Linked DNA regions of Zea mays: regions 2, 3 and 4 are each linked to region 1. A link is a contact called in public Hi-C data. All regions are on one chromosome and are shown on one strand. The core of a region is the stretch at or near the end of the contact, and the rest is flanking DNA. Distances in the headings are between cores, read along the strand shown.

Region 1 (4,928 bases), core at 152-2,651:
CACCGCCCGCGCAGATCCGGACCGATTTACCTTGTTGCCCTTCTCTCCACGGCCGTCGAGCTGCTGCTACAACAAGAGAAGAGGCCGGTGGGTGCGGCGGCACTGCTGCATGCAGTGAGTTCCGTTGGGAGGCGCAGAGGAGGACACAAGTTCGAGGAGAGGTCGCCTTCTTCGTTCTTCCACCACTCACTTGATGGTCGGTAACGGAAAACCTACGGTGATCCCACGAGCATGTTTTTCCCTTGATTTTCGGTACTATGTATGCATGCGGAAGAGCCACCACTTTCACTCCAACACGGTTCCACATGGGCCTCTGTGCAGGAAAACTCCTACTGCTTCTGCAGATCTCCCCTACAACTCTGCAAGCCAATGCTAGCGGCGGGCCGACATCAGAGCGTCGCATTGTGGATGCCCTAAATGGAATCACGCAATGGCGAGGCTGATGAATTGCCTCCTCGAGACGCAGGCGATGAAGCAAAGAAGCACTACCAAGAAGGGTGCCCTGGGTGCCGGCTGGACGAGACGAATGAGAGCAACACCGGCATCCCCTACCTCAACTTCTTCTACATCTGGATCGTCTGCCTCACCTCCTGTGGGTATTTGGCTCCTTTTTTTATTTTTCTAGTTCTTAGCAAGTGGTATGTAGCACGTAGACAAAGATCTAGGCCCGGGGTCGATCAGTGAAGGTTGGACTGTGTGTTACATCAAAAAAAAAAAGTTGGACTGTGTGGATTCCGGCATCTTGTCATATCCAATCCGAAAAATCATTCACTAAAACATGTAGGAGTAAGTTTTCGTGGTTTAGTCGGACTCCTGGCACAATCGCATCTGCAGAGGCGATTCAGCGGCCTGATACTCTGATGAATGGGCTTAGCCATGCTGATGCAAACATAACAATCTTTTCTGTTTGCTGTGCCGTTGTTGCATGCACCTAAGTTATTCGATAAATGCCAATGAGTGTTTCTCAAGTGATGGACCATTAATTGGTCCTGTCAACAGTCCATGGCAAGCATTTTAGTTGAGAAGTAATAAAAGAAAATTTGCTACATTAGTGCAAGGAGGCAGTACAACCGGTAGTAGTCCGCACTTGTGGTGAATAATTGATAATACTCCATACCGTCTATCGGAACATGTTGCAAAACTTGAGGAAAATGGTACATTTCCAGGTCAATGACTCCGAGGAATGCATATTGCATTGTTTTCGCCATTGTCAAATTTTCTAATCACACTTGACTTTTTCCCTACATTTTCCAGTGCATATATTTTCATTATGTGTTTATCCTTGTTTCTGGAAAATTATATACCATGGTATTGTTATAGAATAAATTTATAGAACATTTGCTATTGAATTGCATAGGCACTGATCTATTCGTCTTGCCACATCAAATTAGTTCTATTTGTTGTTGAATAACCCCTCATTTTTGTCCATCCCAGCTCTGCCAATCCAGTCGCTATTCCCTTATATATACTTCATGGTATGTATACACTATGGTCAACCTTACCCCCATTGACATACGAAAAAACTAGCAATTCAATGAATTCTGGAACATAATGATCCATAACTTTATAATATTGTTTCAAAACAACAGATGAGGGACTTTAAAATCGCAAAACAAGAGCAAGACATCGGATTCTATGCTGGATTTGTTGGTGAGTAATGTCTCCTCTCATGGTTGAGATTTCACATTTTGTTTATATATTTTTATGCTCTTCGGAATAAAACTTCCCATTTCAAATAAAAGAATACTCTTCGCAATCAGGTCGCATGAGTAGATTGTTTGGTTTTTGTCACGGTTCAATGATAGTTGTCATCAATTATCACTAGCTATTGTTTGGCTGACTGTATATTGTCTCTTTCAGGGGCAACCTATTTCCTTGCCAGAACCGTCAGTTCTGTGCCATGGGGCATATTTGCTGACAAGTATGGAAGGAAGCCCTGCATTGTGATCAGCATCATCTCAGTGTAGGGAACATTCAGCTACATTGTGGGATCATACTCGGTGGTCAGTACTCCAGCAAATGGGCTGAAGTAAACCTGGTTTTGATTTTTTTTTTCAGGATTGTGTTCAGCACACTCTTTGGCCTTAGCACAAGTTACTGGATGGCCATTGTGACTAGGGGGCTGCTTGGGTTGCTTTGTGGTATACTGGGACCAATCAAGGTTACTCATTGTATCTTGTCTGGATTGCGTTGCCCTGATTAACAGATGGATTAGGCAATAGATGCTCATGGATGCATATGTATTTTCCAGGCCTATGCTACGGAAGTCTGCAGGAAAGAGCACCAAGCTCTAGCAATGTCTGTTGTAAGAACAATCCCTAATATACTTTTCATTTCAATCCTTCAGCTTATTCACCAAATATTCAGATTGTAATGTAGTATACTTGTAGCTAACTTAGGTCTAACATGATGTCCTAGGTTACATCATCAAGAGCAATAGCTCTTGTTGTTGGACCAGCTATTGGAGGGTTTCTAGCACAGGTAAGGATAACCACACTTTATATAGTCCATGAAGCAAACATTGCAAAAATACATGACTAACATTATCTATCCTCAATCCTGTATTAGCCTGCAGAGAAGTACCCAAATATTTTCTCCAATGGATCCATATTTGGGAGGTGAACTACTGTTCATACTATTTCTACCATTTTTTATTGTTTTAAGCATATAATAAACTTTTGGAATTTGCTTCTACTTTCAGGTTTCCATACTTCCTCCCAGGCCTTGTCATATCGATACTAGCAGCAGGATCATGTATTGCATGCATTTGGCTTCCAGTATGCCACATCATTTTCCTTGAAACTCCAACCTGTTACATGCCTTAAAAACACATTAAATATATCAGGACTGATACGCCTCTGTATAGTACAAACTCCTTGTACCACACAAAACAGCATTCTTACAAAAAAAAATCATAAGGTTTTTAGAAAGTTCCTTAGCATTAATCCCATTTCCTTAGGAAACGCTGCACTTTCATGATAATGAAAAGGTAGAAGCTATTGATGAAATGGAGGCACAAGTTGGTGACTCTAACTTAGAAGTTGGAAAAGCTAAAGAATCTGGTTGCACGTCTACAAAGAACCTGCTAAAGAACTGGCAACTGATGTCAGCAGTAATCCTCTACTGTATCTTTTGTCTCCATGACACAGCTTATCTTGAGGTGATCTCTTCTTATCCTCTTTTCCGAATATTAATTAACTGATAATGAGAGTAACTTCTTCTATTACAATTCACTATGAGAGGATGCCAATAATATCATAGTGTCCCTTGAAGTAGCTGCTAAGCAGAAAATCCTAATACGTTTTCTAAATATCATCTTCAGACATTTTCACTCTGGGCAGTGAGCAGCAGAAAATTCCGGGGCCTGAGTTTGACATCCCAGGATGTTGGCATTGTGCTAGCTGTCTCAGGTATGTGATCTTTTTCCAAGTTTTTATGTAAATATTTATTGCACATCAGAAGCACAGTCCCTTGCCGGAAAAAAAAGAAGATAAATACTTAACCTGCAAAATAAATTAAAGTAACACATATTTAGTATCATTGCCATCGAATGATTTTCCTTGCAATAATTCCATTTTATCCTTGTAGGTATTGGTGTGCTCGTATACCAACTTGCTGTTTATCCTTTCATTGTCAAGTATTTTGGACCAGTTAGGCCGCTACGTCCCTCTGTGGTACGTGAGAAGTACATATTAATGGGATTTTCTTCAGTCCACCATTTATATGAAAAAAGATCAAGAACCTGAAACAAAAAAATAATGTTAAGTGGCGAAATGAATATGCATCAGCCCAGAAAAATAAAATCGATTGTTGGATACAGAGTTGAATATTAGATGGGGAAGATTAGTGGCTGGTTTCTTTCTATGAAAACTGTCAGGGTGTGCCTCACAAATTAAAAGAGAAGCAAATTCTTATTTCGTTAAGATGGTCTTTTAATTATTTCCATTTATATTTTCATGTACCATGTTCAAGTGGGTATTTGATTTGTAGGTCTTGTCTATACTTGTCCTCGCAATGTATCCCTTCATGGCCAAACTACAAGGGCTGGAGCTCAAGTTGCTCATCAACATAGCTTCGCTTTTAGAGAATGTGTTCTCTGTGAGTTAGCTTTTTTTATTAGTCAGTTCTCCAGGAATTTTTTATTTTGAACAGACTTATGCATATGCGAACAAAATAGGCTACAGTTACTACTGCGTGCAATATTTTGCAAAACACCGCAGTGGTAAGCATCTCTCCTATCTGATAGACTCATTCAGTACATATGCTTTATCATTTTCCTATGTTCAGACAATTTCTATGAAACATGTGCAGACACAAGAACACAGAGGTATTGCGAATGGCATCTCAGTGACACTGATGTCATTGTTCAAAGGTGTAGCTCCAGCGGCAGCAGGAATTTTGTAAGCAATGCTTTTATTGGTATGGACAAAAGAGTTAATGGTTGCTCCCCGAATCCCTAAGCTTCTTTTCTTACTATATGTTACAGGTTTTCGTGGACTCAGAAGCACATGACTGGGCTGTTATTACCAGGTATATGAACAACAAATACATGCACACTTGTGATTGATATACCTTACTTGTAGGACGGAAGGCATCTAAAACACAATAGATTACCGAGTTCATATTCTTGTTTGACTTGTCCAAAATGCAGGTGACCAGATCCTGTTCTTGGTGATAAACTCGGTGTCGATAATCGGATTAATTTTTACGTTCAAGCCATTTTTCTCTATGTCAGATGCATTGAGGCGTTCATAATTGTGTGTATTTAGCTATAGATGGCCAATTAGGCCGTGCTAAATAGGGTACAACACGACAAACCCTAATTACTAACCATGTCTGATAGTGTTGTGCTTTATAGTGCCAATGCAGTACCATCCATTACGTTTGGCCATCTATACATTTAGCTCGTTCACTTGTGGGTCAACTCA
Region 2 (4,837 bases), core at 2,308-4,807, 210 kb after region 1:
ACTGGGACCACAGCTAGCTCCCGAAGGATGTCAACGCGAGGCACAGGCCTAGGGGGATCGCCGTTCTCCGGTATACCAAGATGGTTGCCTTCGCCGGGACCCCCTAGATCAACGTGGAAACATTCACGACTTGGGCCACAGTCCTCGTCGCCGAAGCTGCGGCTACCATCAGAACAATCGGAGAGGCAGTAGTCGCATGCGGTCATGAAGTCCCGCATGGCACTGGGGTTACCGAGCCCGGAGAAATCCCAACAAAAGTCGGGCTCGTCATCTTCCTCGGAACCCGAGGGTCCGTAGGCTGAGACAACCGTCAGTCTGTCCCAGGGCGACCGCATATGGTACCCCGGAGGGTTGGTGCATGCCTCTATGAAGGCTTCCACCGAAGCAGAGTCGCTTGGTGGGTCGAGGCTGAATCCAAAAGGCACGAGATGGGAATCGGTCGGTACCACTTGGTCGACGGGCGGTGACGAAGTCGCGTCAGGGGCGGACTGCACAGCTGTCTCAGGTACGAGGGCGACGCCCAGCAAGTCCTTCGCGAGCGTGCTGGTGTCGTCCGTCTGCTTGGAGTCGGCACGTTGCGGGGAAACGGCGCTCGTCTTCGTCTCAGACGCGAGGTCGACGCCCGACGCGTCCCCCGCTGGGGCGCCGGCGTCGTCGACTTGCTCGACAGCCGACGAGGTGCCGCCTCCTGCTTGGCCATGGTTGCCCCGCCTCGTCCTCCGTCGGCGGGGGAGGTGACGGGACAAACCCGAATGTTGTTCTTCCGCCACGTGGGGACGACGTCGTTGATTCCGCCGCCGGCGGGCGGGCTGACGACCGCCATTTTTCGCTGTCGCGCGGCGGAGGAAGGAGTATCATGTCGTAGCTGCCGTCGAGGGACATGAACTCAAGACTCCCGAAACGGAGAATCGTCCCGGGTTGGAGAGGTTGCTAGAGACTATCCATCTGGAGCTTGACGGGAAGCTGTTCGTCAACACGCAGCAGGCCCCTACCTGGCGCGCCAAATGTCGGCGTTTCGACCCCGGGGGGTCCCTGGACCGACGAGTGAATTGTCGTCGCGTGCCCCAGCCCAGATGGGTCGGCGCGAGACGGAGCACGAAGGGGGAAGAAACAGGCAAAAGGGGAAACCCGCGGCATTCGTGTTGCCCTGCGCCCAGGTCGGGTGCGCTTGCAGTAGGGGGTTACAAGCGTCCGCGTGGGAAGAGAGAGAGAGAGAGCCTTATGCACCGGCCCGTTCCCCCGCGCGGCCAACCTTCTCGTACGAGAGCCCTGGACCTTCCTTTTATAGGCATAAGGAGAGGGTCCAGGTTTACAATGGGGGTGTATCAATGTGCTAACGTGTCTAGCAGAGAGGAGCTAGAGCCCTAAGTACATGCCGTCGTGGCAGTAGGAGAGGTTTTGGCACCCTGTTCATGTGATGTCGTGGCCGTCGGAGGAGAGCTTGAGCCCTGCGGAAGGACAGCTGTCGGGGCTGTCGAATCCTTGCTGACGTCTCCTTGCTTCCATAAGGGGCTGAGAGCCGCCGTCGTCATGGAGCACGCGGGGCGCCATCATTATTTGTTTACCGGGGCGAGCCAGATGGGACGCTGGTCTCGTTCCCCGTAGCCTGAGCTAGCTAGGGGTAGGGTAATGATGGCCCCCTGTGACGTGGTCGGTCCGAGCCCTAGGTCGGGCGAGGCGGAGGCTCCTCCGAGGTCGAGGTCGAGTCCGCCTTCCGAGGTCGAGGTTGAGTCCGAGCCCCGGGTCGGGCGAGGCGGAGACCGTCTTCCGAGACCGAGGCTGTGTCCGAGCCCTGGGGTCGGACGAGGCGGAGACCGTCTTCCGAGGCCGAGGCTGTGTCCGAGCCCTGGGGTCGGACGAGGCGGAGTTCGTCGTCCAGCGTCGAGGTTGAGCCTGAGCCCTGGGGTCAGGCGAGGCGAAGTCCATCTTCCGAGGCCGAGGCTGTGTCCGAGCCCTGGGGTCGGACGAGGCGGAGTTCGTCGTCCAGCGTCGAGGTTGAGCCTGAGCCCTGGGGTCAGGCGAGGCGAAGTCCATCTTCCGAGGCCGAGACGGGGGCCGAGCCCTGGGGTCGGGCGAGGCGGAGCTTCCTATGGCGCCCGAGGCTGGACTTAGCTGCTGTCAACCTCACTCTGTCGAGTGGCACAGCAGTCGGAGCGACGCAGGCGGCACTGTTTTCTTGTCAGGTCGGTCAGTGGAGCGGCAAAGTGACTGCGGTCACTTCGGCTCTGTCGACTGAAGAGCGCGCGTCAGGATAAGGTGTCAGGCGATCCTTGCCTTAAATGCTCCTGCTATATGGTCGGTTGGCGTGGTGATCTGGCCAAGGTTGCTTCTCTGCGAAGACTGGGCCTCGGGCGAGCCGAAGGTGTGTCCGTTGCTTGAGGGAGCCCTCGGGCGAGACGTGAATCCTCCGGGGTCGGCTGCCTTTGCCCGAGGCTGGGCTCGGGCGAGGCGAGATCGTGTCCCTTGAGAGGACTGAGCCTTGACCTTAATCGCGCCCATCAGACCTTTGCAGCTTTGTGCTGATGGGGGTTACCAGCTGAGATTAGGAGTCTTGGGGGTACCCCTAATTATGGTCCCCGACAATTCTAGACACAAATACGTAAAAAGCGATGCGCTATCGACCAGTCTCGTTTAGATTATTAAACTAATGTCTCAATTACTTATCGAATACTCCATCCGTTTCAAATAGTATTTGTTTTAGCTTTCTTGATTTTTATATTTATATTCAACTATATGATGATGAATCCACTAAAGAAGCAAAATAAATTCTATTTTGATATAGAGAGAATATTATTTACTATACATATGATGATTGCATCGGTAGAGAGAAGCTTTTTAAAATTGAAATATTTTGTAAACTATTTATGGTCAACGATAACTCAAGAGAGGTTAAATGACTTAGCGATTCTATATATCGAAAAAAGTTGTTGGATAAGATTGATCTCAATAATATAAACGATGACTTTGTATCACAAAATGTTAGAAGATATTTTTAATGATATCAGATAACAACTAAGTGTTTTTGGATATATTTTACATTTGTTATCTTATAAACTTCAAAACAATGCATAATAATTTTTATACGTCAAATATTCGATAATATATGTATAATTATATATATTTGTATAATATATGTATAATTATATATATTTGTGTGTGGATGGGGCCTCTATATCGGATTTCTTACAGGGCCCCCGAAAAGTCAGGAACAACCTTGGATCTGGTAGTTGAGGGACGCCGTTTGTTTGTTTTTAGGGTTCCAAAACACTTGTTTTACATTTTTTCTTTCTTTCTTTTAGAAACACACGTTGGATTACAATTCCCGATGTCGGCCTGGTTTCGTTTCAAGCCCGAACTACTAGAAAACTGCTTTGAGCCCAACTGTCAAAGCCCACCGGCGGGCTCTCCAATCCAACAAAGGCAAAGCGGCAGCGGCCACTCCATTTCCCTGACACGTGGTGCCCATCCCACATGCCTGCTTCTCGCCGGCGCCCGTCTGTCTGTACGAGTACGACTCGTCCCTCGTCCGTGCCAATGGAGAATTGGAGCCGGCCGAACAGAACCAAATCCGTGCCCGTGCGAGGAAGATCTCAGCGGCTGCTGGCGCGGGGGGTCGTTGGCTCGTTCCAAACTCGCCTGACTCCGCCCACCGTCTCTTGGTCGCCCCACACGATCTCTCCACCACTCCCCACCCGGCGCCGGCGAGGCGCGAGGAGGGCCAGCAATGATGGTCTCCTCCCACTCGCAGTCGCAGGCGGGCCGCCGGCGGCGATGGAGGTGCTTGCTGCCGCTCCTCGTAGGCGCCGCCTTCCTCGCCGAGATCGCCTTCCTCGGCCGCCTCGACATGGCGAAGAACGCCGAGGTGGTCGAGAGCTGGACCACCTCCTTTTACCGCCGCTCCTCCCATTGGGGTGAATCCGTGGGCCGGGGCGCGGTCCCGAGGGCAGACGGCGACGGCGACGGCGAGGACGAAGAGATCCGGCGGTGCGAGCAGCGGCTCGAGAGGGAGGACGCCGTGCCCTACGACCGCGACTTTGACAGGGATCCCGTGCTTGTCGGTGGCGCTGCCAAGGTCTAGTGCATGCCTTTTTTCCCTCGTGCTCTTAGTTTGAGTTAGGAAAGTTAGTTTGTTAACGAATTGGTTCCACTGACCTGCTGCTGAGGTGGATCGAAGTTACTTCATAAGTTCTGGCGAAATCTCTGTTGCGTGAAACCTAGACCATCCGCCTGATTAAGTATTCATACTTGGTGAAGCATGACAGCAGCAGCTGGCAGCATTTTATGCTTGTATTTTTAAGCGTAAATCTTCATTCATTACGAATTTATGAAATAAGTCGTCCGAATAACAATATAACGTCATACAAGGACTTCTTCAGATTGTCTGTGGACGACTTGTATATGCATAGTCTGAGAGGGTGCCACTGGTTCCTATATGATTATGGAACCTTAAGTATTTGTGGCTTAGCTGAGCCAAAGAGAGAAATTTGAGCCTGATACAAATAAGATTACCCAAAAATGAAATGCTTCACTTTAGTTTCCCCTCTCTGCCCAGCCTTGACTCGGCCTAGCTGCTCAACCAGTTGGATTTTATGTCGAGGCATGTTTATATGTGCCTAAAGCCCTGAACCTTTGTACTAGATTAGTACTCTGTTCCTTGAATGAAAATAGGAAGTATCTCTGCCAGTGGCGGAGGCATCGCCCGGCCAGCCTGGGCTCGTGCCCGGGCTTCGCCTTCGACGACATGCAAGTGACCAGCTCGTATTCATCAGCCACAGACGTGGTCACACCATGGCCTCCCCATGGCAGCTAGCCAGCTAACCATCATGGCCTCACCCTC
Region 3 (4,671 bases), core at 836-3,335, 220 kb after region 1:
TCTTATTGAGCCGAAATTTTGCACACATTTTCATAATGAAGTCTAAAAGATGTCCAAAAAATTTGAGCTAAAAAGTTTCAACTTTAAAGTCAGATTGAAAATACAAATTCGAATCGAGGTTTTCTCAAAATTGCTCAAGGGATTGGAAATTTGTGCTCTAGGTGAATCAACCCATACCACTTGGTGGATATGATCCTAGAGGTCCTAGCATGTTTATATCAAACCTAAATGACCCAATAACTCGGATCCTTAAAATAACTAGAAAAGTAGAGAGGAGAAGAATCAACTAAAGCTCAAAACCCATCAGATTTAGTGCAGATTGAAAAACTTAAAGGACAAAGTGTGGTTACGACCACACTTCCTCAAAATAGATATCAAGGTTTAAAGTATCTAAGGAGCTCCTAACAAAATGAGAAGGAAAATGAAGATTACAAGCTAAAAGGCGCTCAAGAGGTAGCCGAATGGTTCAGCTTTCCACTCTTATTTATAGATGGTTATTTCTCCTTTCTAAACTACCTCTAAATATATAGGGTCTATCCACTCGAACAGAGGTAAAGTAGACCAACTCTTAGAATTTTGATCTAACAGTCACACTCTTCATGAAGTTGTTTCGCCTTGATGTACTCTCCGGGATGACGCCACGTGCGGCCTTCAATTCCTCCCGAACCATGCCACCAGATTTTGAGGCCCAAACCTAGCGAACCTGTGAGCTTTCGCAATGGGTGGTTTTGAGGCTCTACCACCAAAATCCCTACGGGTAGCGTACTCCATACGCATCATCACGTCCTAGACACGTGTCGTTCCATCAGTTTGCAGTTGCGACGGTGACTCAATTCAGTCTGCCATGTCTGTGTCTGAATGTGTTCCTAGATGTTAGCCATCATGACTAGTCACTTAACTTCTGCAGCCCTGATCAAGACTCATTGTTTGTCTTCGCTGCTTCTGGCCTATCACCACGAACTTGTATGCCCTCTTTGGACTCCACACCTGTGTGTCACATAGACGAAGACATATGCTACACAAATACACTCGCACTCTGTTTAGCCCACACGACTCAATCCAAGACACTACTATTATTGACAATCAATCATAACCCGAACCACAAGGGCGCATATCAACATTACGTTCGCAACTTCATATTATATATATAAGGAATATAAATATGGGAATTTTCAAGCCTTCCTCAGACATTAGTGCATGCGTTTCCCTCGGACATTTCGAAGGCTTTTTGTGGTTGGAGAAATGCTCTTCACACTTATACTCCCAATTTCCCAAGCCATTGAAAGAAGGAAATGCCCATCTAGAACGCTCTAGCAGATACCAAGTCGGCATCGGCAATTCAACGAGTTTGAGTCCAACTTCGTCAGAGATGCTGACTGACATGATCTCGTCGGCAATTCAGGAGTGGCTAAATCCATCGCTGCTGTTTCTGTTGGATTGCTTCGTTGGCCAAGCAAGCTCCATTGAGTGCCATGAGTGGGCTGGGCATTATCCAGTTCTCTCCTTTCTAGGTCGGCATCAGGCGGGGCTCGAATGCTCGATGGATCGGTCACTTTGCGTTTAAGGATGTGGATAGCATCGCCAGGTCAAGAATTTAAGGCGGCGAAAAAGCCGACGACGGGCGCCTCCATAGTCCGTCCATATATACTACGTCGTCCGTCCAGTCAAGGCTAGCTACCGCGTCTAGCTAGGCGAGTGCCGTGGCGCCCGCGCGGCCAGTCAGGCCTCCGGTTGCGGCTGTCCCAAGGCGGCGAGATCGATCGCCGAGCTCTTCCGTCTTGCCAGGAGTGAGAGTCTGGGAGCAACCGTCGTCGTCTCGCCGCCGCCGCAGCCGCCGCAACGGGTCTTTGTCTTCAACAGCACCACGCCGCCGCATGCATCTAGGCAGGCGCCTGTTGGACTGCCCCTCTTGTCGGCGCCGGACCTACGTGGCCCCTCTATCCATATATCCACATCGCATTAATGACGAGGAGCCTTCCCTCAACATTCCCTGCCTCAGCCACCGTGCCGGCGACGGCCTATATATAGGGCGCCCCCGGCGAGCCCACTCGGCAGTCGGCACAACCACACACACCTCCACCCACTCTCTGAGATAAGTGAAGCATCTCGCGCACTGTCGCAGTCGCAGACGGAGATGATGAAGCACTCGAGCAGCTTGTGCTTGCTCTTCCTCTTGGCGCTCTGCACCACCCTGCTGGCCTGCGGCCTGGTCCAGGCACAAGTCCTCTTCCAGGTACGAGTACGACGAGTATATATGTACCTGTACACGTCAATAATGTTATGGTCAACTTATCATGCATGCCACGACGATCTGTGCGCGCGCGTGCAGGGGTTTAACTGGGAGTCGTGCAAGCAGCAGGGAGGCTGGTACAACAGGCTCAAGGCCCAGGTCGACGACATCGCCAAGGCCGGCGTCACGCACGTCTGGCTGCCTCCACCCTCGCACTCCGTCTCGCCACAAGGTACTCTCACTACTGCCCGGCTGACACCCTCATGCTGAGCAGATCACTACGCTAGTACGTTACGTGTACATCCATGCTTTGTTGACATGAGATATATAACGCGACGGGCGACGGCCATGGGCAGGCTACATGCCAGGCCGCCTATACGACCTGGACGCGTCCAAGTACGGCACGGCGGCGGAGCTCAAGTCCCTGATAGCGGCGTTCCACGGCAGGGGCGTGCAGTGCGTGGCGGACATCGTCATCAACCACCGGTGCGCGGAAAAGAAGGACGCGCGCGGCGTGTACTGCATCTTCGAGGGCGGGACTCCCGACGACCGCCTGGACTGGGGCCCCGGGATGATCTGCAGCGACGACACGCAGTACTCGGACGGGACGGGGCACCGCGACACGGGCGAGGGGTTCGCGGCGGCGCCCGACATCGACCACCTCAACCCGCGCGTGCAGCGGGAGCTCTCCGCCTGGCTCAACTGGCTCAGGTCCGACGCCGTGGGGTTCGACGGCTGGCGCCTCGACTTCGCCAAGGGCTACTCGCCGGCCGTCGCCAGAATGTACGTGGAGAGCACGGGGCCGCCGAGCTTCGTCGTCGCGGAGATATGGAACTCGCTGAGCTACAGCGGGGACGGCAAGCCGGCGCCCAACCAGGACCAGTGCCGGCAGGAGCTGCTGGACTGGACGCGGGCCGTCGGCGGGCCCGCCATGGCGTTCGACTTCCCCACCAAGGGCCTGCTGCAGGCGGGCGTGCAGGGGGAGCTGTGGCGGCTGCGCGACAGCTCCGGCAACGCGGCCGGCCTGATCGGGTGGGCGCCCGAGAAGGCCGTCACCTTCGTCGACAACCATGACACCGGGTCGACGCAGAAGCTCTGGCCGTTCCCATCCGACAAGGTCATGCAGGGCTACGCCTACATCCTCACCCATCCAGGAGTCCCCTGCATTGTGAGTGACTCGTCAGTTACACTTACACACACCAGAATCTCACTCCCAAACCAGACGTAGTGCCTATATATACTATAGCTAATAATCCAACGTGTGCATGGCTGCATGATGCACGTCCAGTTCTACGACCACATGTTCGACTGGAACCTGAAGCAGGAGATATCCACGCTGTCTGCCATCAGGGCGCGGAACGGCATCCGCGCCGGGAGCAAGCTGCGGATCCTCGTGGCGGACGCGGACGCGTACGTGGCCGTCGTCGACGAGAAGGTCATGGTGAAGATCGGGACAAGGTACGGCGTGAGCAGCGTGGTCCCGTCGGATTTCCACCCGGCGGCGCACGGCAAGGACTACTGCGTCTGGGAGAAAGCGAGCCTCCGCGTCCCGGCGGGGCGCCACCTCTAGCAGCTCAGATTGCTCAGTCTTGTGCTGCATTGCAAACACAGCAGCACGACACTGCATAACGTCTTTTCCTTAATTTCCTGAATTTTACCTTTTCCTAGTTCAATTTCATATATGTATTTCTACATGTACACACTATCACAATCAGATAAATAAACAAGCTTGGTCACCTGAAAGAAAGTGTATGTTCTCCAATTAATAAGCCAGGATTTTTCTTATATATAACTATAGTAATATAAATGGAATATATATTATTACAAACTATCTCTTTTATTTTAGTCATAGATATATAAGTAAAAAATATTTTTTGGTTGGGGGGCCAGCAGGGCCATGCTAGCACCTCCATCTACGACTTGAAAGGCGATTGTGGGTGCATTGTACCTAGGTACAGGTCTACAGGGTTCACCAAATCAGTTGAAGGGTGAAAAACTGAAAATCGGCCCCATCGATAACCAGTTTATTGTGATAAACAAGTGAAAACTGGTCAAAATCGAAATCGCCTAGTTTTTGAATTTGATACGGTTCAAAACCGATAAATCGGCTGATAAGGCCGATTAATCAACTTCTGGCCTGATAAACTGGCGTCATAGAAATAAAAACCGAGCCATATATATTTTTGCAAATAAAACACATTGAGGCCCCATAATTTGAACAAAAGATGACCCCAAACATTATCACAAATCCAATAACAACATTTAGCAGTTCAAATACATTACATGACATTGTTTCATAGTTCACAAACAACATCGAAGATACAAATACACCATTCATAGTTCACAGTTGTTCCCCGTTGAAGATCATTCCCACGGGGGCGCTTTCCACTGATATTGTGCTTCTGCCATATTGTACACCTCCGTTTATAGTAACATAATAC
Region 4 (4,432 bases), core at 173-2,672, 140 kb before region 1:
TGAGCTCAAGTTGTGACTTGTGTGCGTGGTTGTGTTGTGGATTTGAGTCTTGTTTGTGTTGCTCTCCCCTCCCTTACTTCTGTGCTTCTTTTGTGATCATCATTGTAAGGCGAGAGGCTCCAAGTTGTGGAGATTCCTCGCAAACAGGAGTAATCATCTAAAGGAAAAACCGTGGTATTCAAGTTGATCATTGGATCACTTGAAAGGGGTTGAGTGCAACCCTCGTCCATTGGGACGCCACAACATGGAAGTAGACAAGTGTTACTTGGCCGAACCACGGGATAAAAATTGCGTGTCTTGTGTTGATCTCTCTGTGATTGTCTTGTCCATAAGAATTCGCTTCTCAACTACTTAGTCGCACTAACATTTCTATAACCAAGTTTTGTGGCTATTTAGTGTTGAATTTTACAGGATCACCTATTCACCCCCCTCTAGGTGCTCTCAGATAGTCGTTGCTCCGCTGGTGCACCGGACAGTCCGGTGGCACACCGAACAGTCCGGTGAATTATAGCGGAGCGGCGCTGGAGAAACCCGAAGCTGAAGAGTTCGAAGTTGTACGATCCTGGGGCACCGGACACTATCCGGTGCGCTAGACCAAAGCACACTTGGTTTCTTTGCTTCTTTGAATTTGATCCCTAACTTCAATCTTTTATTGGTTTGTGTTGAACCTTTATGCACCTGTAGAACATATAATCTAGAGCAAACTAGTTAGTCCAATATTTGTGTTGGGCATTCAACCACCAAAATTAATACTGGGAAAAGGTTAACCCTATTTCCCTTTCAACATGCCCTCTGCGTAACTGGTCCAGTGCACACCAGACTCTAGTCCGGTGCACCAGCTGCTCGATCCCGAGTTTAAGGAGGGCGATCAACGTAATCGGTGAGCGAGATCGCTGCCTCTGTTGCACTTATCTATATGCCTAGAGCCAATTTATGACCAAGAGTGATATATAATACTTGTTCTCAGTTTGGGGTACAATGGTGTGCTAATTCTATTTAACACATGAAAACTTTACATAAAATTCCTTGATTTTGTATGATTATTTAGGTTGAGGAATGAGGAGGTTCTTCCAATTGAAGAATTATTGAAATTTTGTAGTTATTTTCTACATTTAGGTCTTTATAGTTTTTTATTGTTTACAACATTAGCTCTCTAGAGACTTCATATGACTTCGTTTCCGATTGTTTCAAACCCGCTACCTAGTAGAATCCTCATTTGTCATGCATTTTTTATAATTGTCATGCATTTTTTATATTATAGTAGCTTCTATAGACAACGAGAATATACTCGTGTCACAAATAACGATCGTACTTTATGATGTCTATAAGATTGTCTGCAGCAATCTATCTATAGTTTACATAAAAGCACTATTTTGCACTGTTTCTGTACCGTAGATTGTACTGTTCGCAAAGCGAAGTTTGAATATGAGTAGAGATGGATAAGCTGTTGTAGATAGTTTTAGTTTCATTTTTTCTTGGACCACTCGTTCATTGGACAAATGAGAGAAGATGAGTGATATATTAAAGCATAGCACCTTTTCACCATTTATTCATTTGACAATGAAGAGATAAGTGATATATAAAAATCGTAGCAATGTACGAGCACATAACAATAATCGAAGTAGATGAGTTGTTGAAGTTCAACTAAATGCCTCTTTGACATGACTCTTCCTTTTTCAGCTTGAACCCTAGCTTTGGCTCCTTAAAAAAACAGTTACCTCCTTATTTTTAGAAATATCTCTAGAAAGAACACTCTATTTGTTTAAAAATCTAGCTTCTTCTATAACTCATCGAAGAGAAAAATATAGAAGATAAGTCGATATAAGTTTTTTTCTGACTTTCGGCTACTATTGATTTTTTAAGAAGCTTCTCCTTCATTTTCAAGAAAGAGTCCTACCAATGGGACGTAACCCGGATCGGCTCAGCCATTTCCCAACAGGCCAACACCGGGCCCATTTTCCAGTCTTCTGAGTTTCTGTCTTTCTGACTACACCCTGGCCCTGGATCCGCCTCCCGTCTCTGACCTCCTCACATAGCCGCCGCCGCCGATCTCCGTCATCGGCCCAGCAATGCCCGCCGCCACGCCATAGCTCACCGCGCGATGCCCGCGCCCGCGCCCAAGGCGCTGCCCCGTCTCCTCGCCGCCATATCCACCGCCGCCTCCTCGGCCACTGACCTCCGTCGTCTCTCCCTCCTCCTCCTCTCCCCCTCCGCTCCTGTGCCCCCCATCCGGTGCCTCAACACCCTCCTCATGGCGCTCGCCCGCCACGGCATGCTCTCGGACATGGAGTCGCTCGCCGCCCGCATGCCTGTCCGCAACCTCCACACCTACACCACCCTCATCAACGCCTATTGCCACGCTGGCGACCTCCCCGCTGCCAAGCGCCATCTGTCCTCGCTCCTGCGCGCCGGCCTCGCACCGGACTCCCACGCGTACACGTCCTTCGTCCTCGGGTACTGCCGCACGGGGCTGTTCGCGCACGCCTGCCGATTGTTCTTGCTAATGCCGCAGCGGGGGTGCGCGCGCACCCCGTTCACGTACGCAGCCCTGCTCCAGGGGCTATGTGGCGCTGGGATGGTGCGCGAGGCGATGGCGGTTTTCGCTGGGATGTGGCCTGATGGCTGTGCCCCTGATTCGCACGTCTACAGCATAATGGTGCACGGGTTATGTGGGGCAGGACGAGCTGGAGAGGCGGTTGCGCTGCTCACAGACGCAATGGGGAAGGGATTTGTGCCGAATGTTGCTGTATACAATGCTTTGATCGATGGCTACTGCAGTACTGGGGACTTGGAGCTCGCAATTGACATCTTCAAGGGGATGCAGAGTAAAGGGTGCTTGCCGAACGTCCGCACATATACTCAGCTGATATGTGGGTTTTGCAAGTCGGGGAAAGTAGAGAGGGCCATGGTACTATACAGTCGGATGATTGAGGCAGGTTTAGCTCCAAATGTGGTGACATACACAACCTTAATCCAGGGACAGTGCAGCGAGGGGCACTTGGAACATGCTTTTAGGCTGCTTCATTCAATGGAGGCTTGTGGGCTGGCCCCTAATGAGTGGACTTGCTTAGTGCTGATTGATGCTTTGTGCAAACATGGGAGAATTGAGGAAGCTCAGCAGTTTCTCGGGTCTCTTGTTCAGAAGGGAATTAAGGTGAATCAGGTTATCTACACCAGTATGATAGATGCATTGTGCAAGTCGGGAAAGTTTGATGGTGCTCATAATCTGATGCAGAAAATAATCACAGAAGGGTTTGTGCCAGACGCCCACATGTACAGTTCGCTTATTGATGGACTATGCAGGGAAAACAAGCTGTTGGAAGCAATATCACTATTGAATGATATGATTGAGAGTGGAGTACAGGCCAATGCTGTTCCATTTACCATTCTAATTGATAAACATCTCAGGGAGTTTAGATCTGATTCCCCAAAAATGATATCCGATAGGATGGCTGCGGCAGGTGTTAAGCCTGATGTCGTCACTTATACAGTTTTTATACGCTCCTACTGTCAAGATGGAAGGATGGAAGATGCCGAATCCATGATGATTCAGATGATCGATCATGGTGTTCGTCCAAATTTAACCACATATAACACATTGATTAAAGGATATGCAAATCTTGGACTAGTTAGTCAAGCATTTTCATCTCTTAAGAACATGATTGATAATGGATGCAAGCCAAATGACGAGTCTTACACAGTTCTCCTTGGACTTCTACTAAAGAAAAATTCCTACCATGACTTAGTTGCTGATTCTATTAGTTTATGGAAAATAGTTGACATGAAAGTTCTCGAGGAACTTTTGGAGGAAGTGATTAAGCTTCAGTGCAGCTCAGCCAGCTATGTTTACGATTGTTTTATTAGATGTTTGAGCAAAGTCGACAGATTGGAGGAAGCAAAAAGTTTTCTCGTAGGGATGCAGAGTGCTAACTTAACCCCAAGTGAGGATGTATATACTTGTATGATAGAATGTTGCTACAGAATGAAATTGCTAAAAGAAGCTTTAAGGTTTCTTGATTCAATGGTGAAAAGAAACTATTTACCACGTTTAGAATCTTATAGGTTTATTATTTGTGCTCTTTGTGAGGAAGGAAGCTTTCATACTGCTAAAAGCATTTTTGGTGACATACTATCAAAGGAATACAACCGTGATGAGATTGCTTGGAAGATTTTGATTGATGGCTTATTACAAAAAGGAAACACTGCTGACTGCTCCCGTCTGCTATCATTCATGGAGGAACAGAATTGCCGTCCTGGTTCTGCAATATATTCTAGGCTTACAGGCGAAATAACAGTTACAAGTGAAGCTCAGGAAATTGCTACATGAATACGGACAAACCAACCAACCTTAGTGTTGGTGTTGATGGTTCCATGAATCAGTACAAGGTACAGGCTTAATGTGCTTAAGCATTATATATATTCTTTCTTTATG

The links. A called contact is a pair of places that touch in the nucleus more often than the background predicts.
Region 2: a Hi-C map of ear shows a contact between it and region 1, with 3 times the contacts expected there. The contact joins the promoter of LOC100273557 here to the promoter of LOC103643145 in region 1. A contact is called at or near these places in 6 of 25 Hi-C or Micro-C datasets (bundle sheath, ear, leaf and 3 more).
Region 3: a contact with region 1 is called in a Hi-C map of ear, with 4 times the contacts expected there. The contact joins the promoter of LOC100383492 here to the promoter of LOC103643145 in region 1. A contact is called at or near these places in 5 of 25 Hi-C or Micro-C datasets (ear, leaf, root tip and 2 more).
Region 4: a Hi-C map of ear shows a contact between it and region 1, with 2.2 times the contacts expected there. The contact joins the promoter of LOC103643142 here to the promoter of LOC103643145 in region 1. A contact is called at or near these places in 2 of 25 Hi-C or Micro-C datasets (ear and tassel).

The regions. Positions count from the first base shown.
Region 1 is chr1:203,756,820-203,761,747 of Zm-B73-REFERENCE-NAM-5.0, forward strand. It overlaps LOC103643145 (probable peptide/nitrate transporter At3g43790), which reads left to right and starts at 1,402. Exons shown (of 16, transcript XM_023301406.1): 1 at 1,402-1,475; 2 at 1,590-1,650; 3 at 1,861-1,963; 4 at 2,059-2,161; 5 at 2,252-2,305; 6 at 2,419-2,481; 7 at 2,569-2,618; 8 at 2,702-2,777; 9 at 2,960-3,160; 10 at 3,323-3,410; 11 at 3,589-3,674; 12 at 3,991-4,098; 13 at 4,178-4,222; 14 at 4,312-4,400; 2 more. The coding sequence starts at 1,473. The coding sequence ends at 4,755.
Region 2 is chr1:203,961,300-203,966,136 of Zm-B73-REFERENCE-NAM-5.0, forward strand. It overlaps LOC100273557 (3-alpha-L-fucosyltransferase), which reads left to right and starts at 3,558. Exons shown (of 7, transcript NM_001147975.2): 1 at 3,558-4,072. The coding sequence starts at 3,725.
Region 3 is chr1:203,980,172-203,984,842 of Zm-B73-REFERENCE-NAM-5.0, forward strand. It overlaps LOC100383492 (putative alpha-amylase family protein), which reads left to right and starts at 2,086. Exons shown (of 4, transcript NM_001176140.1): 1 at 2,086-2,233; 2 at 2,330-2,462; 3 at 2,587-3,398; 4 at 3,519-3,974. The coding sequence starts at 2,135. The coding sequence ends at 3,800.
Region 4 is chr1:203,616,757-203,621,188 of Zm-B73-REFERENCE-NAM-5.0, forward strand. LOC103643142 (pentatricopeptide repeat-containing protein At5g65560) reads left to right here and starts at 1,423. Exons shown (of 5, transcript XM_008666292.4): 1 at 1,423-4,386. The coding sequence starts at 2,102. The coding sequence ends at 4,327.